Regions from separate parts of the Mus musculus genome. Here regions 2, 3, 4, 5, 6 and 7 are each linked to region 1. The links are chromatin contacts, called in public HiChIP or PLAC-seq, Micro-C and promoter capture Hi-C maps. All regions are on one chromosome and are shown on one strand. The core of a region is the stretch at or near the end of the contact, and the rest is flanking DNA. Distances in the headings are between cores, read along the strand shown.

Region 1 (4,049 bases), core at 642-3,141:
TATCTCAAAATATTGCTGCTCTTTTTCTACTTCGAAGGTAGCTCTATCTTCATCTTTGAAACCCTTTGTAAAATGAACACAATCTGTTTGTTTCAAAGTGTCAGTTTTATAAAGTAACTAGGAAGCAACCACTTCTCAACACCCTGTTCTCACAATCTTGTAGTCAAAAACCATACGCTATTTACAAAAAAAAAAAAAGCTTTTGCACACTGAAACAAAAATGTCCAAACATTAAAACGCCATTCTTTCCTTCTACCAGTTTACACCAGCCACCAAAACTGGAGCTGGTGGAAATTTTACTAGCTAAATCTCAAAAACAACAACAACAAAAAACTTGAACAAAGTAGTTTCAAAAAAAAAAAAAAAATCCATCTGAACACAGATCCAGGCCTTCAAAGCATTCTATCTCAAAGTTTCAGGACTCTGAAAGACAATGAAGTATATTCAACTTCTCTTAGAAAACGCTCTGCAAATTAAAATTAGCTTTCGAACCGACTTAGATGATATTGTCAACAACGTATGTTAAAATGAAAGGGGCATCTTTCCAGAGAGGGCAGATGGAAGCGTCTTCAGCCTTCCAAAGTACCTACCAACAAAGGGAATAATCTGGAAAGATCCAGAGAAGCATGCTCCGGACAAGAGGAGCACAAGATCCTTACGTTACAAAACACTCCACGATAAAAGAACACAAGGAAGCCAGAGTGGACGAAGATGTGTATATGAACTGAGCAGAGGGGCAAACTGAAGAAGGCACGGAATGCGCAGCGCAACCTCGGCACAGACTGTCAAAAGGAAACTCTAGAGGCCTGATAGACAGCTTAACCATGAAGAACAAACTCTGCTCTTCCCCAAGACCCATACCTCCTTTCCTGGTCTTCAGAGGCACCTGCGCACACACACACATTTTAAAAAATAATATTTAAAAGGCTATTCTGGCTACTACACGAAGGTGTAAATGGAAAGAATAAAGGCATTGGGACGCCTCTATGGAATACCCACCTTCTGACATTTTGGTTTTTGAGCCTAGCCTTTCACACCCAAGCCATCTATCTCTCTACCCTGCCAATGAATGAATAACCTGGGTGTCAGTACTCAACTCCTCTTACGAAAAAGCGACAGAATTTAGCATCTCGCTCACAACCCGCGGCGCTAGCCAACACTAATTCATCAAGATGAAAAACAGAAGTCCGGGGATCATCTCCTGATCTTGCCCATGCCGTGAGGAAGTAGCAAATCACTTAGAAAGCCGGTCGTGGCAGGGTTCTGGGCGAGACAGTAGGGGACGGGGAAAGACCGGGGGAGGGTCCTCTCGGGAACAGATGCACCTCGGGGTGCAGAGGGCAGTGGGCCGTCTGGGGCTGGGAAGACACGGGCTGTCCGAGCACCCCGAAAGGCTTGCCGCCGCATCTGGCGGGGAGGGTGGGCGCTGGAGAGAACCCAGCCAATCAGCGCCACGGGGCTGATGGAACGGCAGTGCGCCCGCGCGCGCCGAATGTTTACGCGGAATTCTCACTCGGAACTTCCCGCCTGACCTCCTCCCTCTCGAGGCCGACGATGCTCGCCCCGACTAGGACGGAGCAGGGGAGCGAGCGAGGCCGCCCCGCACGCGCGCGCGAGCTCCCGACCTCACCTCCACGCTCAGCGGCCGGGACTCCTCACACTCCGGCCGCGGCGTCTTCTGCTGCGCCGCGTCGCCGCCACGCTCCCGGCCCCGCTCGTCCTCCATGCCGCCTCTCGCGGGCCGCGAGACGGCCGCGGACGCTCACTGTCGGTCCACCGAGACCCGCGGGAAGCCGCCTCGCTCTCTCCCTTGAAAAACTACCGCGCTTCACGTTCCCGCGGCGGCCGCCACACAAACTCCGCCGGACGCCTCCTACTTCCGGGAGCGTGTGGCGTTGTCACGCCGCGCAGGCGCAGTGGGCGGGTCCCCTCCTTTTTCTCCCCGCGCGCGCGCGGTAGGACGGCGGCGGGAGAGAGCCCGGGAGGCGAGCGATTTGGGGAAGTGGGCGTGGGTAGCCCGCAGGTTCGAAAATGGTGCTGCGCCGGTTGCCTGGGATGCGCGCGTGAAGCTGCCCTAATTAGTGTTTGCTGCAAGTTCTAAGGTCTTTCCTCCCAGTAACTCAAAATCTATTTACTTTTTTTCCCCCACTGTAGCAGAAGCTGCTTTGACAACGACCAGTGTAGTCTATGTATGCCCTTCTGCAGATGCGTTCCTAGGGTCTAGATTCCACAACGCTGAAATCTACAGGATTGCATCCTTTCCAATGCTGTTTGGCATTTGGGGACGTTTTTAAAAATCATTTTCATTCGTCTCCACCCCCCCCCCTTGTGTTTATGGGTGTTTTACCTGCGAGCATGTCTGCACCGCGTGTGTGCAGTACCCCAGGGAGGCTGAAGAGAGCGTTGTCCCTGGGATTGGAGTTAGAACCCAACATGGGAGTTGCCATGTGGGTGTTTTTGAGAGGCGAAGGAAGAAACTACCATTCCAACTTAAGTGTCTGGGCAAGATGAACTTTACTCTTTATCAAGCGGGTATGCTCGAAGAGTGAATACATACAAGTCAGGAAGTGTGTTTGGTGATTATTTTAACTTAGGGTGTGGCCTGTGTGTGTCTCTTCCTCCTGATTTGAGGTCCCGTTGTTTCACAGCCTGATTTGATTGGCTAGTCTGAAAAGAATTGGTGCACAGGAAGTGGAGGATGGGGAAAGGGGCCATTGGAATAAAGGAGCAGTTCTTTGAGTAAACAGTAGTTTTTCTGGATCTGAAGGATCGAAACATTTTCATTAAAAGTCTCACAAGGTGGAGGAAGATAAAAAGATTTCAATTCTTTGTCTTAAACCCAAGTTTTATAGTATCCATAGAAAAGACTTGTGGTGGTTTAAATATGCTTGGCCCAGGGAGTGGCACTATTAGTAGATGTGGCCTTGTTGGAGGAAGTCTGTCACTGTGGGCATGAGCTTTAAGACCCTCATTCATGCTGGCTGCCTGAAAGTCAGTCTTCTCCTGTTTGCATTTGGAGCAAGATGTTGAACTCTCAGCTTCTCCTGTACCATGCCTGCCTGGATGGTGCCATGCTCCCACTTTGATGATAATGGACTGAACCTCTGAACCTATAAGCCAGCCCCAATTAAACGCTATCCTTCTAAGAGTTGCCTTGGTCATGGTTAAACACTTGTCATAAGACAAGACTCTTACTTGGTATTTCTCACACACTGGCGATTGAACCGGGGTCTCTAAAAAGGCAGCCAGTGCATCTAACCATAAAAAGAAGAAAAATCACTTTTCCAGTCTCAAATTCTGCTTGCTTATTTTTAAAAATATTTTATGCTATTCCATGTATATGAGTATTTTGTCTACATGTGCATCTATGTACACTTCATGTATGTGAAGCGCCAACAGAAGCCAAAAGGTGTGAGACTCCCTGGGATTGGATTCGGATGTCAGCTGCCATGTGGGTGCAGGGAACTGAAACCCAGCCCTCTGTAAGAGTTCTGTGAAAAACGTCAATGACAGTAAGTCTTTCTCCTTTCCTATCTACATTTTGACTTCTGAGAAGAACATTAGAAATAGATTATATTTACCAAATAATTGATATTTGGACTTTTATTAAACTTTCTAACATTATCAAATATGGAATTAGATATCCAATATATCATATAAGAAAAATAAACCTTTCCCTTTTACAATTAGTTTTGCAGGATACATTGAATTTGAGGTTCCCCTAGCACACCTTTAGTGAATGCCTTTAAGAAACAAACACATGAGAGTCACGGAGTTGAGAAGACCCACTCAAAATTTGGGTCATGCCCTCTAATGGCAGCCTACATGAAAGGACCTGGAAAATGGAAGATTGTGCCCTTTGCTTGCTTGCCTGTCTATCTGTCCTGTCTATCTGTCCTGCTGCTGAGGCACTGTTTTCCTAGATGGGACTCCAACAAGACTGAAGACCAGCTGACATCCTAGTAGACTGAACTGCTACAGGAATCCTGACCTTTCATCAGCCATTGTTGGACATTTCAGACCATATCTGTAAACCACTCTAATCAATT
Region 2 (4,049 bases), core at 588-3,087, 960 kb after region 1:
ACTGTGGTGCCTGTCTCAGACGTGGGAAGCAAACCATGCTGGGACTGAGGCATGTGCATGCACAAGACAGGTGCTCAGTGACTTCCGTCTTCTTCTGATGTATATGCCAGGACTGAAGATCTAAATAGAGGGTCGGATCAAGTAACGTCATCACCGTCACAATAATGAATAATATCACATAGCGTCGTCATAAAAGGTCATTTAAAAAGGAACCAAGCTAATTAGGCAGTATATAGTGGTTGTTTGTTTGTTTGTTTTGTTTTCTTCTGTTAAGTCCAGAAAAAAAAAACAGGCATTAGCTTCTCAGCATTCTACAGTGGTCTGGTTTCTATAGATGCTACGTCAACACATATCATCATTCATTGTAAGAGAATATTCATTGTTTCTGTTGAAATTCTTCTTACTACGAATGTCATGTGTATCATTACTGACATCTTCATACTATTTCCTTTTTCATTTCTTTAACATTTTATTTATTACTCCATGTGTGTGTGTGTGTCTGTGTGTGTTTATGTGGTTGGCTTTATCACCTGCCACTCCTGCGTCCCATCCTTTTTCCTTGGGTCCTGGCGCTCCTCTGTCACCTCTCCCCTACTTCCTAGCCTGTGCAACAACCCTAAGGGTTCTGTCCCGTCTCCTTTGGCCACTGGCCGCTAACATCTTTATTGATCGATCAGAAACCACATGTGTGCCTCAGCACCTGCAGAGGTTTCTACAGAGGACTAGGAGATGGTTATTTTGTTATTTGTGACATTGCAATAGAAATCCAAACAGAAGTTCTCCCTGGGCCACCCCAGTAGCCTGAGTACTAGAACACTATCCCTGAATTAAACTAATCTCCAGCAGTCCTCCTTGTGGCGTTTTAAATGCACATTGTCTTTGTGAGACCTTAAGATGAGTCCTTACCAACACTTATAACAGGACAGAAACTCAACAACATCAGGGTCTTATCCAAAAGCCAGCAAAGCATTACTGAATGTATTGGGCTCCGACTCCGGGGAACATGTATTTAAAAAAAAAAAAAAAAAGTACAAAGAACCCTGCCTGTAACTGTGTTGTTTACGAATAGGGGTTGAAGGTTACCAGCTAAGACACTGAAAGCAATTAACACTATTATTGCAAAAACAATGATCTATATCCATTTTGGGTGATCGCTTCTATATCCCACCCTGCACTGTTGTGATATACGCGGCTTTTGACCCGCTCGTTTTAGCAAAACATTCAAAAGATTGAGCAAGCGTGCCTGTGCGGTGACAGGCTGGACTTGATTCCTCCAATCCTGAGTCAGCCCACGTGCCCAGATACCCGGTAGGGATTTTTCCTTTACAGTAGGTTGCGGTCAGGATCAAAGGGGAAGAGTTGGGCTCAGGGTCACGTGGTGTCACCACAGGTACTGAGCTGCGCTTAAGGCCCGCCAGGTGTACCCGCCCAGTGGCGTCTCTCCCACTTAGGACCCTTCACCCCACCAGACACTGGAGGTGGGAGACAGGAAGGTCATCCTGAGCCCAGCCTCTGGCGCGTCCGGGCGCGGCGATCGCAGGGGACAGACAGAGCAGCCACACGGCTTGGGCTACGCCGCGCGCCCGCGCCGCGCCGAGCCGACTCGGAGGCGCCGCGGGCTTGCGGTTGTAGCCTGGGGAGAGGTGAGGGCGGGCCCAGGCGGTGGGGACTCCGCTGGGTGGGGGTCGTGGGAAGTCGCAGCTGTCACTCTGGCGCCCAAGCGGTGCAGCTCGGCAGGAGGTCCCCACCGGAGCCTGAATGCGCGCGGCCTCGCGGCTGCATTCCAACTTCTCTACGGAGCCGCGCTCTAGCCCGGGCGCGCGCTTCCGTCCCGCGCGTACTCCCAAAAACCCTTCCCCGCCCCCTGTCCCTCTCTCTAGTCCTCTCCCTTTCATTCTCACGCTCCTAGGCCGACCCGTGGAAGTTGCATCCTGGATAGCCCGGGCTGCGCTACTGAAGAGCTCCGAGCTAGAGCTCGGCCGAGCCTCCCGCCCGGATCCCGGGCAAAGACCGCCCAAAACCTGGTGCTGACCTTCGTCTGCACCGCTCTATGGTGACCCGAATCTCCGCTGCCCGAGTTGCAGCGGCTGTGCACCCCAAGGACTGCCAGAGCGCCCGGGAATCTGCAAGCCTGGGTGAGTTCCTGGTCTTTCTCGGCCATCCTTGTTAATGGTGGGAGAACCTGTTTACCCTGCAAACTTGAGATGTGACCAAAGCAGAGCAGCATGCCTTGCAGGACGTTTTTCAGATGGCAGGGAGGATAAATAGGCTCTCGGAGTCCAAGGCGACAAGCTCAGAAGTATAAAGGTGAAGTTGTATTTTTGTTTCTGGTCGCACGTGTATCTTTCCCTTTAAAAGCCGTGACTTGGGAAATGGTTTTCTACCCAGCAGGAGGCGGGAACTAAGATAACTCAGCAGCCTGAAAGTTTCCAAAGCTGAGAATGAAAATACAGTTTATTGGAAGGAAAGTCAAAACAGGATGGTGGGATCTATACAATGATACGTGCCTCCTGTGTGCGCCTGTTAGAATTAACTTGAGCTCTTTGTCAGAAATAACATATAAAAAGAGACAAAGATGCAAACAACTCCGAGCCCGGCCTTTCTTTATGTATTAGTTGGTGTGCATGAAATCTTTAAAATGCACCTAGGAAATTTCATGCAGGAAAAGACTATATCCGTCTAGCTTGGAAATTAAGGTTATTCCTAATACACCAGTAAAGGGCATTTAACACTCCCCCTCCCCAGCCCCCAGATAAAAGCACTGTTATTCCTATAGCCCGTTAAGGTATCTATTCTTTCTGCTTCCTGGGGGGGGGTGATTAATTTGTATTGAAATTTAGTGAAGGGAAAGTTGTTGGATTTTTCAGAGATCAAGAAGCCTGCTACAGCCGTGTAAACAGCTCTGGTGATGTGATCCATCAGTGACCTAGGGACACTTGGGGTGGGTCTCTGGAGATAAAGATCTCTGGGGAGGAATGTCCAGGAGCCACTGGCTGGCTGTGTGTGGTGCATTTAAAAGGAGACTGTGACAAGTTGCAAAGCATCCAATCACTAAGGAAACCATTGCAAAGAACTGCTGCTTTGTTGATGGCCACGTCTGAAAAGAGGGCCCTCTATAGGCTCCGTTCCTCACTGGAAAGAAAGCCTGCCTCTAGAAAGATCTGGTTGCTCTAAAGATGCTCTTTGAAAATACTTCATCCTTTGGCGTGTGTGTGTGTGTGTGTGTGTGTGTGTGTGTGTGTGTGTGTGTGTCTTGGTATATCTAAGGTAGTTCAGGTATTCTAATGTTTCTCCTTGCGGAAGGGATGGTGACATTGAAAATGACTGGTCTGCATAGTTAAGAACTTAACCTGATTTTAAATGTAGGGACCAGGGGGCAGAGCATTCCCACGAAACTGTAAACCTTCATTTTGTGTGTTTGTTTGTTTGTTTGTTTTATAAAGCTGAATCTTACTGGTTTGGAGGACTCTAAACAAGAAGTGCTAAGTGGGCTTAGTTCTGAAGTGTCTGCTTCTTTAAGACTTGGGCTATGTGTGTCTATCTGACTATCAAGGTTCTGTCACTGCTTTGAAGAAGCCACAAGCCAGACACAGTTGGCAATACAGAGTAACTTGATGTTGAGAGGACAGTTCTCGGTGATGCTCTGGCTCTGATTAGGATCTGAGCAAAAGATGTCATTGGAATGAGCCTTTGGCATGGCCAGTTGTCGTGATCTGTCGTCGTCCACGTCTGTGGTCATCTGTACATTCCTGGTCTCACTCTTACACAAAGGAGGATGTGTTCTAGATATGTAGCGGGGAAGTGTGAGGAAAGCTGCCAACTGTGTTTGAGGAGAGACGGGGGTGTGGGGGGGCGGGGGGGGGGGACTAAATCCAAACTGAGCTCAACTCATAATTGGATCCCCAAGAACCCTGGAAGAAGAGTGATGTTAAGAGGTTAGGTGAGTGCCCCTTAGCTTTTGTGACTCACTTCTCCAGATAGCCTGAGAGAGAAATTTGCTTAAGACCCTTTGATGAGAGGTTCTTCTCAAAGTGAGTGAATGTCATTCA
Region 3 (4,049 bases), core at 801-3,300, 850 kb after region 1:
CCTAAATGAGCGTGCCAATGTCAACCAAGTCCATGTTTTGCATTAGGTTTACTCCTGGTGGTGAGCATCTTTTGGGTTTTGATGTGTATCCACTCATAATAGCATCAATAGTAGTTTTTCTGTCTTAAAAATGTGCACCGCCCATTCATCCCCTCCTCCTGTCTCCTAGCAACCGCCAATCATTCTGCTTTCTCCATATATGTGTATGTTTAATTTTGCCTTTTTTCAGAATGTCACATAGTGCAAATTATCCTTTTCTCAGAGTCTTCTTGGCACTGCCTTAGCGATCTTCCATGTCCTTCTGTCACATGGCACCTAATTTCTTTTTGGCGCATCTGCATGCATGTCTAGTCTTCTATTCGCCTACTAAAAGATATCTTGGTTGCTTTCAAGTCTTGGTAATTATGAATAAAGCTCATATATATGTATACATATATGTGTGTATGTGTGTGTGCATGTGTGTGTGCGAGTGTGTGTGCCTATGTGTGTGCGCATGTATAGATTTGGTCTTTACCTTAGCCAATGATTCTCAACCCTTTAATACAGTTCCTCATGTTTGGTGACCTCCAATAATAAAATTATTTTATTGACACTTCATAACTGTGATTTTGCTACTGTTGCAAATTGTAAATATTTCTGAAGATAGAGGTTTACCGAAGGGGTCAAGACCCACAGGTTGAGAACACCCATCGCCTTAGGCTAAGTACTGCAGACTGTGATTATCAGGTCATATTCAAGTAACTCCAGTTCTGTAGCGGCTGGCTGACCTCCCACCATGGCTGTAGCTCGTCATCTCCTCCAACACCGACTGCAGGCCCCTGTTTCTCCATCTCCTGTGTCCCTGGTATTTGTGTTCTAAATTTTGTGCATTTTGACAGGTGTCTAGTGGTGATGGCTAGTTTTTATTTCTTTTACTAGACCTTTTAGCTACTGTTTTAAAAATTAATATTAAAAAGCTCTTACCCCTATCTTACACAGATGATATGAGTCTCTGAGAAGTTAGTCAACTCCCAAATGTTAATCGACCTTATGGCAATTCCGTTGACAGAGAGGCGTCATGTGACACCGTCATCTGTACTTGTCTTTCAAAGTGTGATTCACAAGTGACACGTACATGCTTTTTAAAAATCAGGATGCTTTTACCTTTATTGATGAATTAACTGAGGCATCTTTAGGCTATTTCTATCAGTTTGCTGAAAATTTCCCAAGTATCTGCTCCAGATGGCAATTAGAGACCAGAATGTGCGGTATTAAGCATTTTCAGGGTACAACACTGTCTCTAATAACACTTTCTTCTAGATAACATGGCCAACCTTTTCCTTCCTAATACCGTCTAATTAACCAAGACGAGCGCTGCCAGTAGGAAAATTCCGACTTTCTCTTTAGAATCGAAGTTGTTTTTATATAGACGTTGGCACCTGTGAAGCCAGCACAGCAACAGCCCACCCGAGTGAGCAATTTGGCCCCTGTTGGTAAATAAAACATATACACTTCTAATCAGTTTCATTTAAAAATTAAACACAGCTTATATTCTAAGCACATTAAAGGCCCTGTCTTGGCAGGGCAGCGTCGCTAGCTGAATCACTGGAAGTTTATGACGCAGCTCCAGGTGGCACGGATAAACATCAACACAGACACATCTTCCTGTTCTTGTGCTTTGTGCTTTATTTTGTCTCCTTTGGTTGATCCAAATCCCAAGAATTCAACGGAGTAAAGGACTGTGCTTCAAAGGAAGGGTCTATTACCGTGTGACACACAGGCCTGACTCCCTTGTCATCGCTGGAGACAAGTGGATACAAACCATCTGACAATATCCCACGGAAGAAAAGATGACAAAATGTTTTCTTAGATTAGCCTCTGTGTGTACGCGCGTGTGTGTGTGTGTGTGTGTGTGTGTGTGTGTGTGTGTGTGTGTGTGATCTAACACTCTTAAACACCAAGCCCTTAAAGATAAGGAAAGAGGCTTGTTTCTTTTACAACCCACCAGCCTTCCCCTAGTCTCTGGTCCCTGGCCACCAGAGGCACACTAAGAGTTGGCAGAGGAGCCAATGGCAGATGGGCTGTTAATAAGCTCTCCTAGAACACGACTTGGCTGTGCTTGGACCCTGTTCTCCATTTCTCTGCTGCTTATTTTGATGGAAGCCATTGGGACTGAACTGAGTCTGAAACTGGCCTGTGACCAAGCCACTCACGGACTGCAAGCAGACACTTTGCCATCAGGAGAGGATAGAAACTTTAGACCTGCCTCCCGCCTTCCATCCTCTATCAGCAGAGGATAAGGACAGAGTGCTAAATCTCTATGGTGGGAACCTTACTCTCACCCTCCCAGTGAATACGAAAGCCCTTTGGGACTGATGAATTAATTGCTTTGGATAAAAATGTTCTTTCTGTCTCTCAGATCACCCTCCTCACAGTAAGGCATGACTACACAACCATTGGTGGGGAAGGGGGACTCTGGTTTGGTTTTGTATTTGAACTGTGATAGGCCACTTCTAAGGAGATGTCACTTAATCATTTTTGAATGCTGTTTTGCGTTAATAACTCAGCTTATCCTTAGGTCCTTTAGTTTGTCAACCCGCACAGTATGTCTTCTCTTCCGCACAGTGGCCTGTATTGATGGTCCACTCTTAGTGTCTGCTGCAGGCCACTCTCATCATCCTGGTGGCCTCCCAGCCACTGCTCTACCCCTCCTTCCTGCCCTCATCATGTGGGAATGAATGGAGAGTGGCGTGGGAGGCTAAACCCCAAGGCTTCGTTTTGCAGGATGGTCAGGGACTGCTTCCTGTTTCGTGTGCAACTGCCTAGAAGGTGCCTTTCTCCAAGACTTAAATAAACAACACCAAAGTCCAGGAATCCCGTGTCTTGACTGTGGCACCCGTTGGGCCAACTCATTCTCTTATTCCTTATGCTTTATGAAATTGCCTCAGGAATGGCAAGGAGGGGTTTCTTCCTATTCTCCTGCTCTATCGGCCTCTTGTGTAAAACTCTATGGTTCAACCAACCACACTGAAGAAAAAAAAAAAAAACAATGGATGAATTTAGCGCCCCCCCCCCGTGTGTTTGTGTGTGGTGTGTCAAAAGCTTTGCCAGAAAAGCTTTTGTTTCGCTTCATTTGAACCATATTTCTAATGTTTCTCAAAGTTCTAAATGTTTTGCTTCATTGAAACTAAATTATGTTTCAAGCCAAACCATAATTTAAATGACAGAAGCTAAGTATTTGTCATTTTGTTGTTAATTTTTCTTTGTGTTCCTTTTATAGAAATCTTAATCTTCCTCCCTTGGGCAGATGGATGTCTTGAGTGTTCTCGGATCAAGGCTGTGTATTTCTAAAGTCAGAAGTAAAAATAAAAAACACTGCCCCCCATATTAATGTCCAACTATTCCATCCCATTTATATTTATGCTGCCCCATCCTAATAGCAAATTAGCAAAAAAAGTATAATTTTAAATAAGTGTAATTTTTAATGCTGTTCTGTATAGAAGGGATTTAAGTTCTATTTAAACAGATTTCAACTGTTTGCCTAGCTCCAAGTCTACGTTCTTGCCTCCATCTGGTGGAGTCTCTGGGGGGAACTTACAAATTAAGAGTCAGCCATGGATGGCAGCATCGGCCACGGTTTATATCATGTGAGCATTCTTGAGTGTTAGAGAAGAGAGCAGAGGAGAAATAAACATGGCTTCCACCAAGCGCAAGCTAGAGTCCATCCTGAGGTCCTAGGAAATTCTGAACAAGAAGCTGCCACTCAGTGAGAAGACCCCACACACCTGAGCACTTAATTATTAAGAACAGATGTTACAAATGGCTCTATTAAGTTGGAGCTGGCTGGAAGCCCTTTCTCTGGTTTCTTGATTTTATCTAGGAAGCTCGCTCATAAACCATCCCACAACCAAGTGAAGCAAAGGTGAGTAGTTTCTGTTATTCCAGTTTCTGGGTTCACACTCACTACCCAGCCTCCATAGCACGGCTCTCAGGGGGAAAAAGCCACTTGGTTTGCGTTCAGACAACTTCAAGCTTAATGTGTTTTATCTTGATGATTAAATAGCTCGAGC
Region 4 (4,049 bases), core at 508-3,007, 690 kb after region 1:
TTACTTGGAGATTGATCAGCCTCTAAATCCAACTTCCCTCCCAGGTAAGAAGGAAGACATAGGCCACTGAGCGGAAGATCCAGCAGAACCATGGCGGTAGCGTGTTGTACAGAGAGGTGGTAGATATTGGAGTTATGCCTAATCCATTTAAAGGGAAAGTACAGTGGTTTGGGAGGATGGCAGCGAAGGGGAGGCTATGAGTGCTGGCTGGATTGATTTAAGGAAGAGCCAAGTGAGAGCCCAGTGTGGTGTTGCATGCCTTTACAGTGAAAGGCAGGCTGACCTCTGTGGGCTTGATCTACACCGGGAGTTCGAGGTCAGCCAGGTCTACAGAGAAAGACAGAGAGAGGGAGAGAGAGAGAGAGAGGGGGAGAGAGAGAGAGAGAGAGGGAGAGAGAGAGAGAGAGACACAGACTCAGTGACTGGATATGTATTCTGTGAAGACAGAGTTGTTGGGAGTATACTGATGGTAACACAGAGAACCATGGAGACATCCCTGTCCCTGAGAAATATGGGGAACAGAGAAAAATCAGTCTAACAGTCTCGATATACTTGAAGGAATCCTGGCACATTGGAGTAGGAGAGGAACCTCTGAGTCCAGGGCTCTGCACATCTTGATTGATGGACAAAGCCTGCCCTTCCCATGATGCTTCCCTAGCTTAGCCCCACCTCCATACAAGAGTGAGGTCCTGCAGCCTCAGGGACACCTCTGGAGAACTTGGTTCTAGTTAAAGACAGCTAACTATCTTATATTGAGCGTGGAATGCCACTTCAGTCCTGGTCAGATAATTTCTTCTGTTAAACGAGAACATTTAGACCTGTACATGTTAGGTGATATTTAGAGCTTCTTCATCTTCAAATATCTGGAAGCTAAATTGCAAATTAAAAATACAGCCTTGGTCACTTAAATGATTTTGTACCAGAGTTTGAAGCTAGGGCATTACACATGCCAAGTAAATATTCTACCACCGATCTATACCTCCAAACCCATGTTAATCTTTTATTTTGAGGCAGTCTTGTTTGATATGAGTTCACTCTGTAGCCCAGGCAGGCCTTGACCTTGTGATCCTTCCTGCCTCTTGATCTCAAGATGTGTGATGACAGTTCTGTGGCACCAGGTCCAGGTAGAACGTTTTGAAAAGAAAATAGCTTTTGAGTTGTAACATTGTTAGGAAAAATGTTTAAAGTGGGGGGGGGGAGAGGAGGAAAGGGGAAGAGGGAGGGGGAAATGAGGAAGAGGGGGAGAGGGAGGGAGGGAGGGAGAGAGAGAGAAATATGGGGAGGAGGGAGGAAAGGGGAAGAGGGGGAGAGGGAGGGGGAAATGGGGAAGAAGGGGAGAGGGAGGGAGAGAAGAGAGAAGGGAGGGAGGGAGAAAGAGAGAGAGGGGGAGGGAGGAGAGAGGGGGGAGGGAGGGAGAGGGGGAGAGGGAGGGGGAGAGAGAGAGAGAGAGAGAGAGAGAGGCGCGGGTGGTGAGGTGTGTTCACTGTTTAGCCTTGACTGTCCTGTAACTCACTAGTAGACCAGACTGGCTTTGAACTAGGAGATCCACCTGCCTCTGCCTCCTGCCCACATGCTGGAATTAAATATGGGTGCCTCCATGCCCTGCCTTTGCCTGGACTTTTAAATATCTTAATCTCCATCACACACGGGATACACCACATTTCCTTTTCAACCCTGGCAGCAGTCTTTCTCACACTCCCTCGCATACTTGAGTCACCTGTGGGGGTTACAGAGCAGCTCTGACTCAGCAGACCAGGGCAGGGCTGGAGAGTCTCTGGCCCCACCAGGCAGAGTACGCATGCACCAGTCTGCGCCCACGCTCCTGCAGCCTGCTCGCTCTGCAGTGTCAGTAGACCTCTGGTGGCCACATTCGAAATGTGCATTGTTACACTCGATTTTTTTTTCTTTTTTCTTCTGAAAATATTAAATGCTATGTCTCCCCAAAGCCAGCAACTCTACCAGTCTTGTTATTGGCAAAGCAAACAGGGTTTGTTGATTTGAACTCTAACTACCACAGTATTGAAACAGCCAATGTAACATTAGTTTGGACTCTTGATTTAGGTTTTGGTGTCACTCCAGAGAGGCCACATAGCCAGTTAGTGATCATCAAAGAAGGGGCACGCTTAGTCTACATAAATATTAAAGTGAATGTACTTTCTATAAAAGAATACAGGAAAGCAGTCCAGTAGAAGGCTTTATGTGGAGTAATGAATGACTTAAAAGGGCCTTCTTTATTAGTATTGAAAAAGAAAACCTCAGTCTTTTAATTTGACTCACCTTCTCCTGCCAGGGGTTGCCTTAAGTTGTATTTCTTATTAGGTGTTCTCTAATTTAGCCCTTCTATGAAGCAGACTAACCTGCTCTTTAATTAGAAAAATCGAGAGCAGTTTTATAGTAATTTTAAATTTCTGGGTTTTTTTTTTTTTTGGCTAATTTCCATCTATGCTACTGAAACAGAAAACAGAAACGCTGTCCACAGTTCAGATGAGATGTGTCTATCAGCATCCGAGAGACTCCGTTTTAAGAAACACTGCATTTTTTTCCTGTTTTTCTTCTAGCTGCAAACATTTTTTTTTTAATTTCGAATGTCAATAGACATATTTCCTGGTCCTGCCATGTACTTAGATAAATGTTCCAGAAGCCAACTCAGTTTTTTTTTTCCCAAATAACCAGAAAATGACTATCACTCTAGAGTGGGAACATCTGGCCCAAGAATGTTCACGATCTCTTAGCCCCAGGGCAATCCAACTGAAAACTTGTAAATTAACATCAATCTTAACTTGACTTTGATGGAAACTTCTCGTTTTATGCTTGAGCCGACTCAGCAGAACACAGTCCCCTGCAGATGCCGGGCATCAGTGCATTTGCTCATAGAAACTTCCTTGAGTGGAGAAATGTCCAGTGCTCTTGCGTAGGGCACATCAAGTGAGATCCCAGGGTGCTTTGCGATTTTTGCTGACTTTTCATAATCTTAGTAAAGTGTGTTGCTAAGGTTTCAAAGACGGGTGCTAAAATGAGTTTTCTTTTTTAAATTAATTTATTGATTTGTTTATTTACATTCCACACACTGCCCTTCTCCCAGCCCCCCAGAGTCCCTCCCTCTATCCCACCTCCCCTTTGCCTCTGAGATGGTGCCCCCCCCCATATCTCCCTACTCTGATGCATCAAATCCCTGCAGGATTAGGCACATCCTCTCCCATGAGGCCAGACAAGGCAGCCCTCTGCTACGTATGTGCCTGGGGCTTTGGTCCAGCCAGCCCTTGTATGCTCTTTGGTGGATGGCTCAGTTAGAAGTTTTATATGCTTATTTAAAACTCCTTTTCAGCCTTATAAAATAACCTGGCACTTATGAGAACTGTCTGTACAGTCCAATTCAAATGTTTCTGGTTGGAATTACAGTAGGAAAGGTTTTTCTTAGCACAGGTTTAATGAGATACATAATAAATGGTTAGGTATAGCTATTTCTACATCCATAGAGTCTATAAAGTCACACATGCCTTTATATGAATCTGTGAATCAGGGATCTGCCTGTGGTCGGTGGATTTAACCAGACTTTACCTGGGAAGAAACCCTGAAGCCACTAGTTTATCCACACTAAGCCTTTCATTGTATAGCAAAATGTCTGCAGGACGGGCTACTGTGCCTACAGGCAGGGTTTGCTTAATGTTTGACTTTTTCATTACAATGTGATATAAGGAAGAACGGAGCCTCAATAGACGCCTTTCCAAATAAAGAGCTCTTTATAGTTAGTTAGACTGCACTTTAAATTTCAACTTAAGGCTGAAGATAAAAGTTGGATCTAGAATGTTTGTCCCGTGGTCGCTAAAGCCCTCTGCTTGACACCCTCCATTGGAAACAAAAGAGTTCTCTCTCTGATAATTCTAATCCCCCCTCCATTCATGTCTTTCATCTTGGGGAGTTCCATTGCGTGAAGGAGCCAACATAAAGGTAATTATCCAAGTGAATGTTCAAGACAGAGTTGAAAGTCGAAGCGCCCCTTGCCACGTCTTAGCCACGTCTTAGCGACACAGCAGAGATTCAGTATTAAA
Region 5 (4,049 bases), core at 737-3,236, 600 kb before region 1:
TTACAGAGAACTTGACGATGCTGGGCTCTAGACACTTCTACAATGCACAGCTGTACTCACTACAGATGAGACTGCCGCTTACCACATAGTGAGAGAAGGAACTCTACCCTGCTGAGATGATCCAAATAAAACTTGGAGCTCAAAGGACTCGTGGGGGTTAAAGACCCTTTGGCAACTTCAAAACTCCAGGAAAAATGAGCAGCTACCCTTTAAAATCACTTCCCCAGAGTGAGGAAGAGTACTCAGTGATTTGCCAGCTGGGCACAGTAGAGGATGTTCTAGAGTTCTTTCAGGATTCTAGGTAAGTCATTGCAAAACTTTGCAGTCAATTACCACAGTCTAAAACACATTACATTTCAGTCTACATTCAGCACAAATACAGAGCAGGCAGTGAGGCTGCGCAATTTATATATTCCCTTACAGTTATGACAGTGTATCCTCATGCAGACTATTTCTCTTTTAATCTATTTTCTTACAAATATGCCACAATTAAGTTTTTGAAAAAAGGAGAACTGTTATAGAGATCTAAAAAAAAAAAACATTAACAGTTTCCTACCTTTAATAGACAAAGTGCTGATATCTAGCAGATAAAATTTACCAAATAAATGTAGAATGTGTATGTCCTAACAGACACATATTTGCATCATGGCACACAGAACGCATGCTGCTAATTTTCTTCACTGAAAAGTGTATGCAGTTCCTGTAACAAGCCCCTTCGAGTGTCTGACAGCGGAGGAGCGCTCACTTAGGACCCAGGCTTCCCTAGCTCCATGAATCTTCACAGCCACCAGGAAGAGGGAAGAGCAGTTCACTCTACAGTGCAAAGATGCCAGGAAAAACAGCTACAAATATCTAAGTATACACATGTACACAGACCATACCAAGCAAAATTTCATGGTAAAGCAAGAAGAAATTACTAGAAGAGGTGGCATTTTAAATAACTTACCTTTCGTCCATCACTTGCATGGCAATTCACATTTAGAGGAGTCAGTAAAGCCATTAGTTTTTCTTCATTACCACTCCTATAAAAAGGCAGCAAGTTAATTTCTGTAAAGCTATAGAGCTTCTTATAAATATTTATAGTTCTTTTATAGTGGAAAACAACAAGGCTTTTGCTTTAGAGTTTAAATGTGGATCACAATGCATGTCTATAATATTCATTTCAGTTAACATAATTCCTGTTAATTATGTGGTGGTATGGTATCATGAGTAATGTAGCATTCCACATTTAAAAATGTATCTACATAGTCATTTTAATTACAAACTTCACTTAGAAATGATCTAAAATGTTAGAATTTAAAAATACAAATTCTATAAAGAGGTAATCAATTAGATTATAAATGACCATTACTACTACCACCACAAACAACAACAAAATAGCTGAGAATGAATTTTAGCATTTACTTTATGTCTCTCCTTCAAGCGTGGCTAGGAAAAGAAAATCGTCAAAGCAAAATACAGATATAGGCATATAAACACTCCAAGAATAAGAATATCTTTTGAAAGGTTTGCAGGTAGTACCTCAAGATACGTTACAAAATAAAATTAGCTTTACAGTGCTCAGTATAGTGAAGGATTCTGTCATTACGTCCACTAACAATGTAAAATGAAGTACACAAAGACTTAATAGATCTTACCCACACTATCTCTTAAAACCCAAGCAAGAAAAGAACACATTATAAATCTTTACACTCTTCTACCTGCCCCCCCCCACACACACACCCGTTTCTCCCTAAATGCATTATACTTACTTAAAATGAATGGAATCACTTACCTAGCAGCTTCTAGGAGTTCGTCTTTTTTGTATTCACCTAGATGATTGCAAAATATCATGCTGTTAGCATTTGGCAGAAGACAGATTAAGAAATGCAGTAGGCAGCAAATAGAGAATTAAACAGAGAAGAACAGAAAAGAGAGTCCACACCCCGCTGGGTGATGGAGCCGTGACGTTAGCCAGCTAGTGAAGGCAGCATCACCAGTGCCTTGGAGACGGGCAGTAAATTGACGCAGCTTCTTGTCCAATCCTCAGATGAAATAGCTTTCTTCAGACAGCCAATGAATGCTAAACCTCGAGTCCAGGAACACATTCCCTCTGATAACGGCACGCCAGCTCAAGACAATGTCCCTTCCCCCCGGTTTGTATTCAGGCTGTCACAGTATACTTGTGAAGCATAATACATTCTGAGACAAAAGCAAAATAACGTGGCTCTTTAACGGTACAAATTACTAGCCTTCAAAAAAACCTGTTTTATTTGTAATGCCACAGAAAGTTTTTTTTAATTAATTACCACCATTGAGCTTTATAGCAGGAAAAAAAAAAACCACACAGTAAATATGAAACCACGGATGCTATTTGCCTTGATAGGGAAGGTCTGTAGACTAGAAATACGTGAACTACGTACCAAATGCTAGGCGCCTCTTGGAGGCAGTGCTCCAAAACCAAAGCCGAGAGCATAGTCTTAACGGGCAGCGATAACCTAACCTAGCCTGCGCTGTTACCCTTTCTGCTTGGTGTACTACCCTTTACCAACAGTAAACCTTAGTAAGTAGGGTCTCTGGAAATAAACAAGTAACTAATTGTTACGGCATGGGGAATTTTATTCTCTTCTTTTTTTCCACAATGGATTTTTCAAAACATATCAGTGAGAACAGAACTTAGAAGTCTCCCATAACAGATTCCTTAGAGCACCCAAGTTTCTTTCGCTAGCGCAAATGAAGGATGAGGAGCCTTAATGATAACAACACTGTGTTTGCTCCTTCGATAAACAAAAACAACAGCCAGGACTGTGATTGTGATTGCTTTAATGCAATAACTGTGCTGGTAATATCATTAAAGAAATGATTATACAAATTGTCTTAATATGGCCTTCTGTGAAAAATAGCAGGTATATATTAGAAAAAGAAGACTTTAGATCAAATAAAAGTTACTGTAAATTACTTTAAAATACTTTTAAAAAAACTTTAAGATTTGCAGTTATATCTTTCTTTGTATTTTGATGTAAAATTGAGCTATTTCAACACAAACTCTACAAAGATACCAAGGAGCAGCTGCTTAACTCCTATAATCTACTATTAATGAATATTATATCGCTTGTGTCTTGAATTGGAACTAGGCTAAAATCTAGAAGCTATCATCACATGTTTTCAAATGTAGAAGTTATTAAGGGAATCTTATACTAATAAAGTCAGTTCTATGTACCCCCAATTCCATATAGTAATCTGAACAATTTCAGAATCACAAAATTAGTCTTTTCAATTTCCTATAAATTGTAGTTCAATTGTTTAATAAATAACTGCACAAAAATCAAATTGTATCTTCAGGGCAAAAAATGGTTAAGAGTTAAAAACTTACCTTTATTAAACATTTTCTAACAGCGGTATGGAAATTAAACATACTAGGAATGTCATTTTATAAAGTCAAAATTAAAACTTAAAAAGCCCGAATAATTACAATCTAAATAATGCAAATTATGGAATACATCTATAAAGCCACTCATGTATTCAAAAGGTGTGTGTGTGTGTGTGTGTGTGTGTGTGTGTGTGTGTGTGTGTATACACATATATATATGTATATGCATGCCATGTTCAAAGACAACACTGTCACCTCTGACTTCAAGGAAGATTATCCTATTAAAGCAGAAAAAGAAGTAAGCAAATGATTACAGTAGATTGTGAGGAAATCCTATGAAATACTATTATGTGCTTATTGGCTAGTCTAAATGGGATTACTAACAGGCTAACTGGGGCTAAGGAAGCCTTTCTGGGAGAGAGAGACTAAAGCAGTTTTTAAAGACGTTTTAAAGAAGAAAGAAGCTTTCAGGTAAGGACTGAGAGAGAGAAGGAAAGGCCTGAGGGAAGACAAGAAGTGCTGGCTCTTTCTGGACAGCCCAGTGACACCTGCAGGACAATGAGACAGACTGCATGAAAGGACTAAGTTTGAACGTGCTGAGAAAACATTGGATGTTTTTTAAAGGAGGGTTGCAAAATCACTGTATTTAAGCATCTTCCAGCTTACTGACTACATAACTATTCCCACTTATGCTTCACTG
Region 6 (4,049 bases), core at 812-3,311, 600 kb after region 1:
GAAGCCTTTTTTGCTGCCACATAGCTGGCATAAAAGGGGAAAGAAAAAGCCATGTTATGGATCAGCAGTGGCAGTATTGTGTATTTATCTCCTGTAAGCCCAGCAAACCATTTGGGAACCATTTATTGAGCAGAAATTCCAAATTAACCCTTCACTTGCTGTGCCATGCTATAGAACCACAGCGGTCTCTCTGTGTTGCAAACTTTGCTTCTTTATTGTGTTCTTTGGGTTCTTTGTGCATTAAGGATAAATTGGGTAAAGAGAGTAAAAAGTGTGGAAGTGTCTCTTATGTGCTTGGCATGGCCTTTATTTATCCTGGGAAGTGTCTATGCCCCCTGGAGAGGACTGAAAGATGTGGGGAGCTGAATGCTGAGAGCCATGAATGATCCAAAATCCCCATGAGAGGGCCCAGTGTCACTGAACTGAAAGCCCCTCTTGGGTCCGGATTGTGTTTGTCCAGTGCAAACCATTTTGTACCTGTCTGCTTGTTGGCACTTTCCCCTCTGGTGTCTTCATAAGTAGACTGGACCCCTCAGGAGAATGTAATGCTGCTGGCGCCGTTCCACCAGAGTTTTCCTTATGTACTTGTTGAAATGATTGACTGGTAGGGCAATGTGGTGGACTCTCGGTGGAATCAGGCAGCTCTTGGTTCCCATCTCAACACTACCACTTTTCACCTGAGGAGCCCTGGCAAAGGATAGGACCCTTCTGGACCTGTGTTATGCTGTGTCAAATGTGCTAACCCTGCCCTGTGACGTTGCCTGGCACGTAGTAGGTTCTTCATGAATGTTAGTACGACTCCTATTCACCTTCCTATCAGTCTTTCCGTACTTAAATGGGTAATGAGGGACATTGAATGATAAGTAAATTCTCCTTATGGTCCCTTTGCACTCCTTACATAGAAGCCACACATATCCAAAACATGTCTTCTTCCTCTTTCATATTCTATATAGCGCTGCCAGTGTTAACACCACATAAAGGCGAAGAGGGGGAGGGTCTGAGTGGTGCCTTCCTTCTCTCCGTGGAATCATCCTGATTAAGGATGTAACACCGCGCTGCCTCTGTAAAGCAAAGGGAAGCAACCAGATGTGTTGAGGGGGGGGTGCGGGGGAGGATTCCGTTTTCACTCAGGCTTGGCCCTGAGCAGTAACTTCAGTGCCTGGCTTCTTAGGGAACACCCAGGGCAAGGTGCAAGTCTGTCCTACTCAGGCAGCTGGAGGAAGGGAGGCGACTGGCTGGCCCTCTCCTGAGAGTTAAAAAAGATTTTTCGCCCGAGGAACAATATCTTGAACTCCTTGTATCTCAGCCAGTGACTCACGCACTGGAAGCGGTGTAAACACAGGTGGAGGACCTGGGTGCCCCAGCATGATTGAAGGCCGGTCCTCCAGGCCAACATTTGCATTCCACTGTTAAAACACTAAAGTTCAAAGAGATGTGCTGAGCCATTTGCTAGAGGCCTGGACATGAGGAGCTGAGCAGGACCTGAAATCTCTCAGCCAGCCCTGCTCCAGCCGGCTTGTGGTTCTCCTAGGATAACAGTACGTGGCAGTGAAGGCGCTCACGCCTCTTTCAGAGCCCACCGCCCTAGATCTTATTATTGTACTCCGGATCCCCTCTCTTCCATGTTTCGTTCTTTTGCTCCCTCCCTACCAGGGTCTCCTAGGGTCGGCTGGGTGGAGGGATGAGAATGCATTTACTCCGACAGACACACCTATCTGTGCATTGTGGTTAAGGAAAGCTGGGAGCACCAGAGATCTTCCAAGCAGAACTGCGCTGAGCTGGGATTGAGCTGGGGACGCTCTGGGGGGCTCAGCTCCAGGTCTAGGGGCGCCAAGGCTCGGGCTGGGGGCGGAGCCTCGCTGTGGCGAGCGAGGGGGCGGGGCGCGGTGCGGAGTTCCTAGGGACCTGGGCAGGGGCGATCGCCCGCCCTCCTGGACTGGGGACGAGCAGAGTGGCGGGACGCGCAGGCCCGGTGGAGACGCGGGGCAGCGGCAAGGACTGCGGGGGTGCGGCGGGAGCGGAGCGGGCGGCGTCACCCGAGGCGGAGGGGGCGGAGCCGCGATCGCAGCTGCCACCCGGCCGCCGGGCCCAGGCAGAAGTCAGCCGCCCGCGGCTGGGCAAGCACTCCGCGCAGACACGCTAAAGACAATGCTCCGAGGCGTCCGGCGGGGCAACGGACTGCTGGGTCACCGACGGCGAGGCTGCGAGACCGCAGACCCCAGGTGAGCCCACCACTCTCTCTCCAGATCCCGCCGCTTTTTGTCTGACGAACGTGGCGGCCCAGGGGCTTTCGCAGAGTCGCTGCGGTGGCCCGGCGGGCCAGCCCCTGCTGGCGTCCCCAGGGGTGACAGGCTACCGATCCGGAGCGCGTGGAGAGTCCGGACCTCGTGCTCAGGGTTGTGCCCTCGGTGCAGGTTCCGAGACGGGAAAGCTGGGGAGTCGGAGGGGTATTTTCAATTCTTTTGAGAAACGCTCGCTTTGAAACTGGGAAACTTTTCCTTGGAGTTCCGGGAAGGGTGATCGACTGCTGTAATGGTTTTACTGGTCTTGCTGGTCTGGCTGCTCTGTTTTGTGTGTTGGGAACTGCTCCTTTTGCAGTGAGTATTGTCAAAGGAGCAGAGGGGCAGAGGCCGTTCGGGCTGCTCCGGCCAGACCCGGAGGTGACGAATTGGGGGTCCAGGGAAGCCACCTTTAGGCTGCAGCTGATCTCTGAAGGAAGGTGCTATCTGTTTGATGAACCTTGGTGATCATTCCATACCTGGAGCTAGCTCCCAACCTTTGCTTGTGATGTCCCCTCTGCAGCCGGGCGCACACACCCACATGCACCCACATGCACACGCAAGCACGCTTACCCTTGGAAAATAGAATCTCTGCTTGTGTGTGAGTCCTGGGAATGCGAATGGAGGCGGCTGAGCAATTCTCAGCCCACAGCGCTCGCTCACTGTGTCTGTTCTCCCAGGTAAAGCTCAACCATGGTTTTGCAGAGCCTATTGTAGAGCCCAAAGGTCTAAGGCTGAGGAGTTTTGCAACGGATTCAGTTCAGACTCAGGTTGGAAAGGCTTAACTGATCACAGTTCTCAACTCTACCTTACAGCCCCTTCTGAGGAGATTTGACAGGAGGCCCCAGAGAAAGCAAGTTGGCTTTCCTAGGGTCCCTCAGAACTTTGCTCCCCTTATTGGATCAGACTGCAGGCTTCAAGTCCACACTCCTCCTACTATGATTGCTCAGAAAGTAGAAAATAAAAAGATATGTAGATACCATTATATACCCTCAGTGCTGGGGCTGGGGTGAGGTGGGGTGTTAGGGTAGTCATGTCCTGCTTTCTCCCTAGACCACGCTGGCTAATGGAATATAATGCATTAATCTATATACTTTCCATACATACTATACCTTTGGGGGGTTGCATTATTATTTTTTTTTTGTAAAATACAAGAAGCAATATTATTTAGATGGAAAATTGTGGAATTCTATCAAGTAAGGCATGAGCAAATTTGGGTGCAAATAAGAGGGGTTTTGACCTGAATACTTAGGATCTGGCCACCCTGATTCTTCGGATTCTTTTTGAGATGGGGGTGGGAGTGTATCTGACAGCTCAGCCTTGTAAATCGTAGCGCCCCGAAGTTTGCAGAGGCAAAGCTCTGTTATTGTGACTTGGATCACAAAGAAGGCTGCGGATCTTTTCCTGATCTTACACTTGCAGCCTCTCACTGAGAAATGGGATCATTTGCATAATTCTGCACCTACCCTCTGAGGTAGGCATGTGAGAAGGTGCCATTCCCAGGCTGTGCAGAGCTGGCACTACCCAGGGCTCTCTCTACTCCTGCTCTGAGAGTCATTTGCATAGTTCATCATCTTTTCCCTGAAAGCAAACAGGAGACAGTTCCAGGCCTAGAAGGGCTGCTCTAGCTCCAAAGACAAGCTGGGAATGTCTGTTTGCAGAGCCTAAGGAGCCAGTTTTAACAGGACACAATGAGTCAGTGACAGTGGGCAGCCCGGGGTTTCCTTTGTTACTCATATTCAGCGACTTCTCTTAAAGATACTCTGTGTT
Region 7 (4,049 bases), core at 954-3,453, 580 kb before region 1:
AACCAATGCTTAATTTTCTAAAATGTAGTTTGAGAAATAATATTTCCATCGTAACTGCATCAGAAAGAATTCCTCAGTAACAAGCACATACGGGCAGAAAACCACTCTGAAACAGCTCACCTGAGTGTTTGCTTAATGTATGTCATAGAATGAATGTGCAGTAGGAGGACAGTTTATATTTCCAAGGGAACTATTATTCTAAACTTTTTTCCTTAAACCACAACTGAAAGAAAAGTTGCCTCAAAAATATTTTTAGAAAAAACAGTGCAAGCAGCAGTTAAATATTAGTAGCAAAATACAGAAAACTAGAATCTTTCCATCTAAGCAGAGTGCAATGCTAGACAGTGTTCAAATCAAATATGCTATCTGTCCTCCACCATACTCCAGCCTCTTCAAGCAAGCATGCCAAAGCTGTACCCTAAAATGATCTTCTCTGACCTGCAGTGAAAATTAGGAGACAGCTTCTTACGGTTAGTGGCTTATATCTAAACCTATGTCTTTCAAACAGTCCTACAGGCAATGACGCATTAAATGCACCTAACAAATAGACAGGCAGGCAGAGAGCCGGAGAAGAGGAAAGGTCAGGGGGAGGACACTCAGAAATACAGTCTTGCTTAGCCCTTGGCACATACTATAGCAGCTATGAGAGGAGCTGTTTCTATACTGTCTTTCTCCTCCGGCCAGAGACCACGGAAGGCTGCTATTCTGTTGCACATGACTGTTTAATAAGAGACTGAAGGTTTCAGGACCAGGCAGGTCAGAGACAAATCAGGTAGGCCCGATTTCATCATTTAAAACTGTGCAGTAACTTTATCTCCACTGATTTAAAAAGCTTTATTCCTCTGGTATATGCTCTCCTCATGTAGCAACTCATTTCATCTTTAATTAATTGAGAAATATCAGATTACTCTGATTTAGCAGTGATTATATTAATTTTAGCACAGTGGGAAGTTGTCGTTCCACGTAGAGTAATTAAGCAAAATTCCATATATTTTTAAAGCTTTCTGTACATAAATGCCTTCTATTCACTTCACAATCTCTATTAAGAGTGCACAGCAGATTGATAACTTAAACACAGTTAAAGCTCTCTTCTACACAATCTATAACAGCACTGTTAGCAGTGCAGTGACTAGGAGGCTCCACATCACAGAGTAAAGGAGGGCAAAGGCAGCAGGACCGGTATGCTGAGAACAAAACCAAACAGAGCCAATGCAGCACTGAGAACGAAGATCAATGAGAACAGCAGCTCAAAATCTAGCCGTTAAACATAATCTTGCCGACCATGACGAAGGGTGCTCTCTACCCTCAGGGTCTCCTCTGTGATGGTTCTTGGCATTTACTTTTATAAAATTAATAAGCCCCAAATCTGCATTACAGAAGTAGAAAGACAATATATTACCCCAATCTAAAAAACTTGGCTATCAGGGTAAAAAGTACAAAGATATAATGAAATATATAAAAGTGGGTGAGGAGAGCACCCAAGTGTAGCTGTTGACCCCAGGGATAAGGCAGCAGGTTGTCTTCCCAATGAAAACTACTTTTACAGTAACACAAATGCCCTTGTCTGCTCAACAGTGAAGGGCTTTAAAAAACCAGCCGAGAAGAGGAGGTAGAGGAAAACTGTGATGTAAGCCATAAAACTGACAAAATATGAGAAACACTATGATGTAATGCTGTAATTCTCAGTGCTATAAGCAGTAAAATTAAGATATATCAATCTATATGATATATACATATATAGGTATATATCTCAACACAATTAATAAGATGCACATCCAATCAATAAGATTTTTAGTATTTTCTTAGCTTCATTAGTGGAAAAATATTCAGTGCATGAAAATCTTATAAAATCAGCCTCCTAGCGCTGGCTCCTTACCTGTGAGGACAGCTTTTGCTGAAGGATCTGCCAGGTCCAGAGCTGATTTCCCATCGGTGTTCCGGATGTTTGGATCGGCTCCGTGCTGCAGCAGCACTGTGCAGGGAAAGCACAAACAGTATCTTACCTCGGGGATACAGAGATTATTTACTGCTAAGTGTCGCCTCGGCATGGTGTAGGCATAAACATACATTGCACAATTTTTTCTCTTTCAAGAAAAGAAAAATGAAAGAAAAAGGGGAACAAAAGCACTGCAGCAAAGGATCTTCTCTAGAGTAAAGCAAAGTTGGCAACTTATGGTACAGTATTATCACATGACTTGACATCATAACCATGAAACTAGAAGCTTGCCCCGGACGGTCCTGCTTTGCCTCCCAAGGAAGCAGTATGGGAGCTGTGTGCGTGTTCCCTGCCTCGCTCTGTGAGCTGTGCTAGCTGAAGCTGCCCTGCCTTTACTACCACTGTGACTGCTTGTTGCTGCTGCTGCTGCTGCTGCTGCTTCGCTGCTGAATCTCCAACACGTCCTCTCTCAGAAGAGTTGTAACCCTGTGCAAGGCTTTTAGTGGCTCAGTGCTCACATATGAAACTCACCATAGACACACTGGCTTGTTTCCAGAAGTTTAACAGACACAGTAATGCGTGCAACGCCAGCTCTTGCAGCCATGCTACAAAAAAGAACTCTATCCTGTATTATGATCCTCCATCAAATTTCTAGAACTAAAAACCCAATCACTGAAATTCATGTAACAAAGGTATTTCATAAAAACTACAGAGACTCCTTAAGATTCAGACCCTCCTATAAGTGAGTGGGCAGTAGATAAAATATGGATATGGCATTTGGGAAGTGTCTAATGCCAACTAAACCACTGCTGTGTAAGAGCAGAGCCCCAGAGACCACGGGAGTGCTACTACCCATCTGATATTTAAACAGTGAACAGGTTAGGCATCTTTAGTCAAAAACCTGAAATTCAAGGTGAGGAAAGTGAATCCTCTGAGCACCTACATAGCCACCTCTGACACCATGATAGGGGAACACTTAAGTGTATACTGAATCACTTTTTTCTACATTTACTGGGGGTGGGGACACAATGTAGAAGTAAGAGGACAATCACTTCTACATGTTGATCCCAGGGATTAAATTCAGGTCCTGAGGCCTGGTGACATGTGTCTTTACCCACTGAGCCAGCTCATTGGCCACTGCTTGTTTTTTTTTTCCCTAAGCAATAAAAATTTTCATTCTTTAGCGAAATATACACTAAGCAACCAAATTTAAACTAATACTCTTCCATTTTAGAACTCTCATTAACATACATGGGATTTAACCAATGAGAGGGCTAAGAATGTAGCTCATTTGGTAGACTGTATGCTTACCATGGTATATGTGAAACACAAATAAATCTCGCATTGAGGCCTGGATTCCAACCTCAAAACATCTCATGCTATATATATGCAAATATTCCAACTCCTCAGGTGGGGTGGGTCTGAACGCCAAAGCACTTAGGTCTCACGCATTTTATTTAGATGAGGGAAACTTACATCTTACATAAGAGTTTTAGGGCTGAAATGGTGGCTCTGCTGGTGAAATGCTTGTTACATAAGCATGAAGAGCCAGGTTCTGATCCTCAGCATCCATCTGTCACACAGAGCTAGGGAAGTGGAACAGAAAGATCCCTGGGACTAGCTGGCCATAGTCTAGCCAAATCAGAGTATCCCGGGCTCAGTGAGAGGCTCTGCCTCAAAACGTGCAGTGGAGAGTAACTGAGGAAAAGGCTCAGTGAGAGGCTCTGCCTCAAAACGTGCAGTGGAGAGTGACTGAGGAAAACACTCAATGGGGCCTCTCTGGAATCCAAAAGCACAAGCACTCTCACGCGCTCAAGCACACTCCTGACAAGCAACTCTGGATACCCTCTGACCCCACCCATACGCGAGCACTTTAAAACATCCAGTAGTGGCTTTGAGCCACTACTAGTAATTCTCAAGTTCTACACTGAAGCCCATACACTCTTTTGAAATTTGGAAGGTGATCTTCATATTACTAAGTACTGAGTCATATTGTTTATAAAGCCATTCTTTCTGTGATGCATAAGCCATCAAGACCATGGCTTTGCTACAATGGATAGCTGTCTGAAGGTTAGCATTCACACCTCTCCCCTTAGATCTGGGGCAATTTCAC

Evidence for each region. Promoter capture Hi-C pulls out the DNA fragments that hold promoters and counts their contacts. A called contact is a pair of places that touch in the nucleus more often than the background predicts. HiChIP or PLAC-seq counts read pairs in DNA pulled down with a chosen protein or histone mark.
Region 2: an H3K4me3 HiChIP or PLAC-seq map of embryonic forebrain shows a contact between it and region 1, with 2.7 times the contacts expected there. The contact joins the promoter of Trmt9b here to the promoter of Eri1 in region 1. A contact is called at or near these places in 1 of 39 promoter capture datasets (hippocampal neurons) and 2 of 115 datasets of contacts at active chromatin or transcription factors (embryonic forebrain and large pre-B cells).
Region 3: a promoter capture Hi-C map of hippocampal neurons shows a contact between it and region 1, with 4 times the contacts expected there. The contact joins the enhancer-like site here to the promoter of Eri1 in region 1. A contact is called at or near these places in 5 of 39 promoter capture datasets (the 3T3-L1 cell line, embryonic stem cells, hippocampal neurons and 2 more), 4 of 484 Hi-C or Micro-C datasets (the G1E-ER4 cell line, the HPC-7 cell line, the N1E-115 cell line and 1 more) and 3 of 115 datasets of contacts at active chromatin or transcription factors (T-cell acute lymphoblastic leukemia, large pre-B cells and pro-B cells).
Region 4: a contact with region 1 is called in an H3K4me3 HiChIP or PLAC-seq map of the 230-238 cell line, with 12 times the contacts expected there. The contact joins the enhancer-like site here to the promoter of Eri1 in region 1. A contact is called at or near these places in 7 of 39 promoter capture datasets (the 3T3-L1 cell line, the C10 cell line, cranial neural crest and 3 more), 1 of 15 datasets of contacts at CTCF or cohesin (large pre-B cells), 33 of 484 Hi-C or Micro-C datasets (B cells, the Ba/F3 cell line, CD4 T cells and 22 more), 18 of 115 datasets of contacts at active chromatin or transcription factors (the 230-238 cell line, CD8 T cells, DN3 thymocytes and 12 more) and 3 of 9 other capture datasets (embryonic stem cells, liver and macrophages).
Region 5: a contact with region 1 is called in an H3K4me3 HiChIP or PLAC-seq map of forebrain, with 4 times the contacts expected there. The contact joins the enhancer-like site here to the promoter of Eri1 in region 1. A contact is called at or near these places in 5 of 39 promoter capture datasets (cranial neural crest, embryonic stem cells, frontonasal cranial neural crest and 1 more), 1 of 484 Hi-C or Micro-C datasets (neural progenitor cells) and 9 of 115 datasets of contacts at active chromatin or transcription factors (bone marrow-derived macrophages, embryonic basal ganglia, embryonic hindbrain and 5 more).
Region 6: a contact with region 1 is called in a Micro-C map of embryonic stem cells, with 2.1 times the contacts expected there. The contact joins the promoter of Prag1 here to the promoter of Eri1 in region 1. A contact is called at or near these places in 7 of 39 promoter capture datasets (the 3T3-L1 cell line, the C10 cell line, frontonasal cranial neural crest and 4 more), 7 of 484 Hi-C or Micro-C datasets (B cells, the Ba/F3 cell line, the HL-1 cell line and 2 more), 9 of 115 datasets of contacts at active chromatin or transcription factors (T-cell acute lymphoblastic leukemia, bone marrow-derived macrophages, craniofacial prominence and 6 more) and 2 of 9 other capture datasets (adipose tissue and macrophages).
Region 7: an H3K4me3 HiChIP or PLAC-seq map of bone marrow-derived macrophages shows a contact between it and region 1, with 3 times the contacts expected there. The contact joins the enhancer-like site here to the promoter of Eri1 in region 1. A contact is called at or near these places in 3 of 39 promoter capture datasets (cranial neural crest, embryonic stem cells and neutrophils), 4 of 115 datasets of contacts at active chromatin or transcription factors (bone marrow-derived macrophages, embryonic stem cells and large pre-B cells) and 1 of 9 other capture datasets (adipose tissue).

The regions. Positions count from the first base shown.
Region 1 is chr8:35,493,642-35,497,690 of GRCm38.p6, forward strand. Eri1 (exoribonuclease 1) reads right to left here and starts at 1,892. Exons shown (of 7, transcript NM_026067.3): 1 at 1,631-1,892. The coding sequence starts at 1,726. Gm51568 (a long non-coding RNA gene) reads left to right here and starts at 1,885. Exons shown (of 2, transcript XR_003947532.1): 1 at 1,885-3,512; 2 at 3,691-4,049.
Region 2 is chr8:36,456,249-36,460,297 of GRCm38.p6, forward strand. Trmt9b (tRNA methyltransferase 9B) reads left to right here and starts at 1,838. Exons shown (of 5, transcript NM_176952.5): 1 at 1,838-2,135.
Region 3 is chr8:36,338,566-36,342,614 of GRCm38.p6, forward strand. No RefSeq gene overlaps it. Among named protein-coding and RNA genes, the nearest start is that of Lonrf1, 91 kb to the left of the region's middle. Within about 2 kb of position 2,051, at least 6 of the 459 cell types and tissues checked have an H3K27ac peak or open chromatin away from gene starts, as enhancers often do. A contact at or near this core is called in hippocampal neurons, where this site is marked.
Region 4 is chr8:36,182,519-36,186,567 of GRCm38.p6, forward strand. No RefSeq gene overlaps it. Among named protein-coding and RNA genes, the nearest start is that of Gm35520, 3.9 kb to the right of the region's middle. Within about 2 kb of position 1,758, at least 188 of the 459 cell types and tissues checked have an H3K27ac peak or open chromatin away from gene starts, as enhancers often do. A contact at or near this core is called in the 230-238 cell line, the Ba/F3 cell line, CD8 T cells and 16 more, where this site is marked.
Region 5 is chr8:34,888,730-34,892,778 of GRCm38.p6, forward strand. Tnks (tankyrase, TRF1-interacting ankyrin-related ADP-ribose polymerase) reads right to left here. Exons shown (of 27, transcript NM_175091.3): 4 at 1,775-1,811; 5 at 947-1,022. Among named protein-coding and RNA genes, the nearest start is that of Tnks, 75 kb to the right of the region's middle. Within about 2 kb of position 1,987, at least 71 of the 459 cell types and tissues checked have an H3K27ac peak or open chromatin away from gene starts, as enhancers often do. A contact at or near this core is called in embryonic basal ganglia, forebrain and neural progenitor cells, where this site is marked.
Region 6 is chr8:36,092,767-36,096,815 of GRCm38.p6, forward strand. It overlaps Prag1 (PEAK1 related kinase activating pseudokinase 1), which reads left to right and starts at 2,062. Exons shown (of 6, transcript NM_172911.3): 1 at 2,062-2,222.
Region 7 is chr8:34,916,503-34,920,551 of GRCm38.p6, forward strand. It overlaps Tnks (tankyrase, TRF1-interacting ankyrin-related ADP-ribose polymerase), which reads right to left. Exons shown (of 27, transcript NM_175091.3): 3 at 1,877-1,972. Among named protein-coding and RNA genes, the nearest start is that of Tnks, 47 kb to the right of the region's middle. Within about 2 kb of position 2,204, at least 38 of the 459 cell types and tissues checked have an H3K27ac peak or open chromatin away from gene starts, as enhancers often do. A contact at or near this core is called in adipose tissue, bone marrow-derived macrophages and neutrophils, where this site is marked.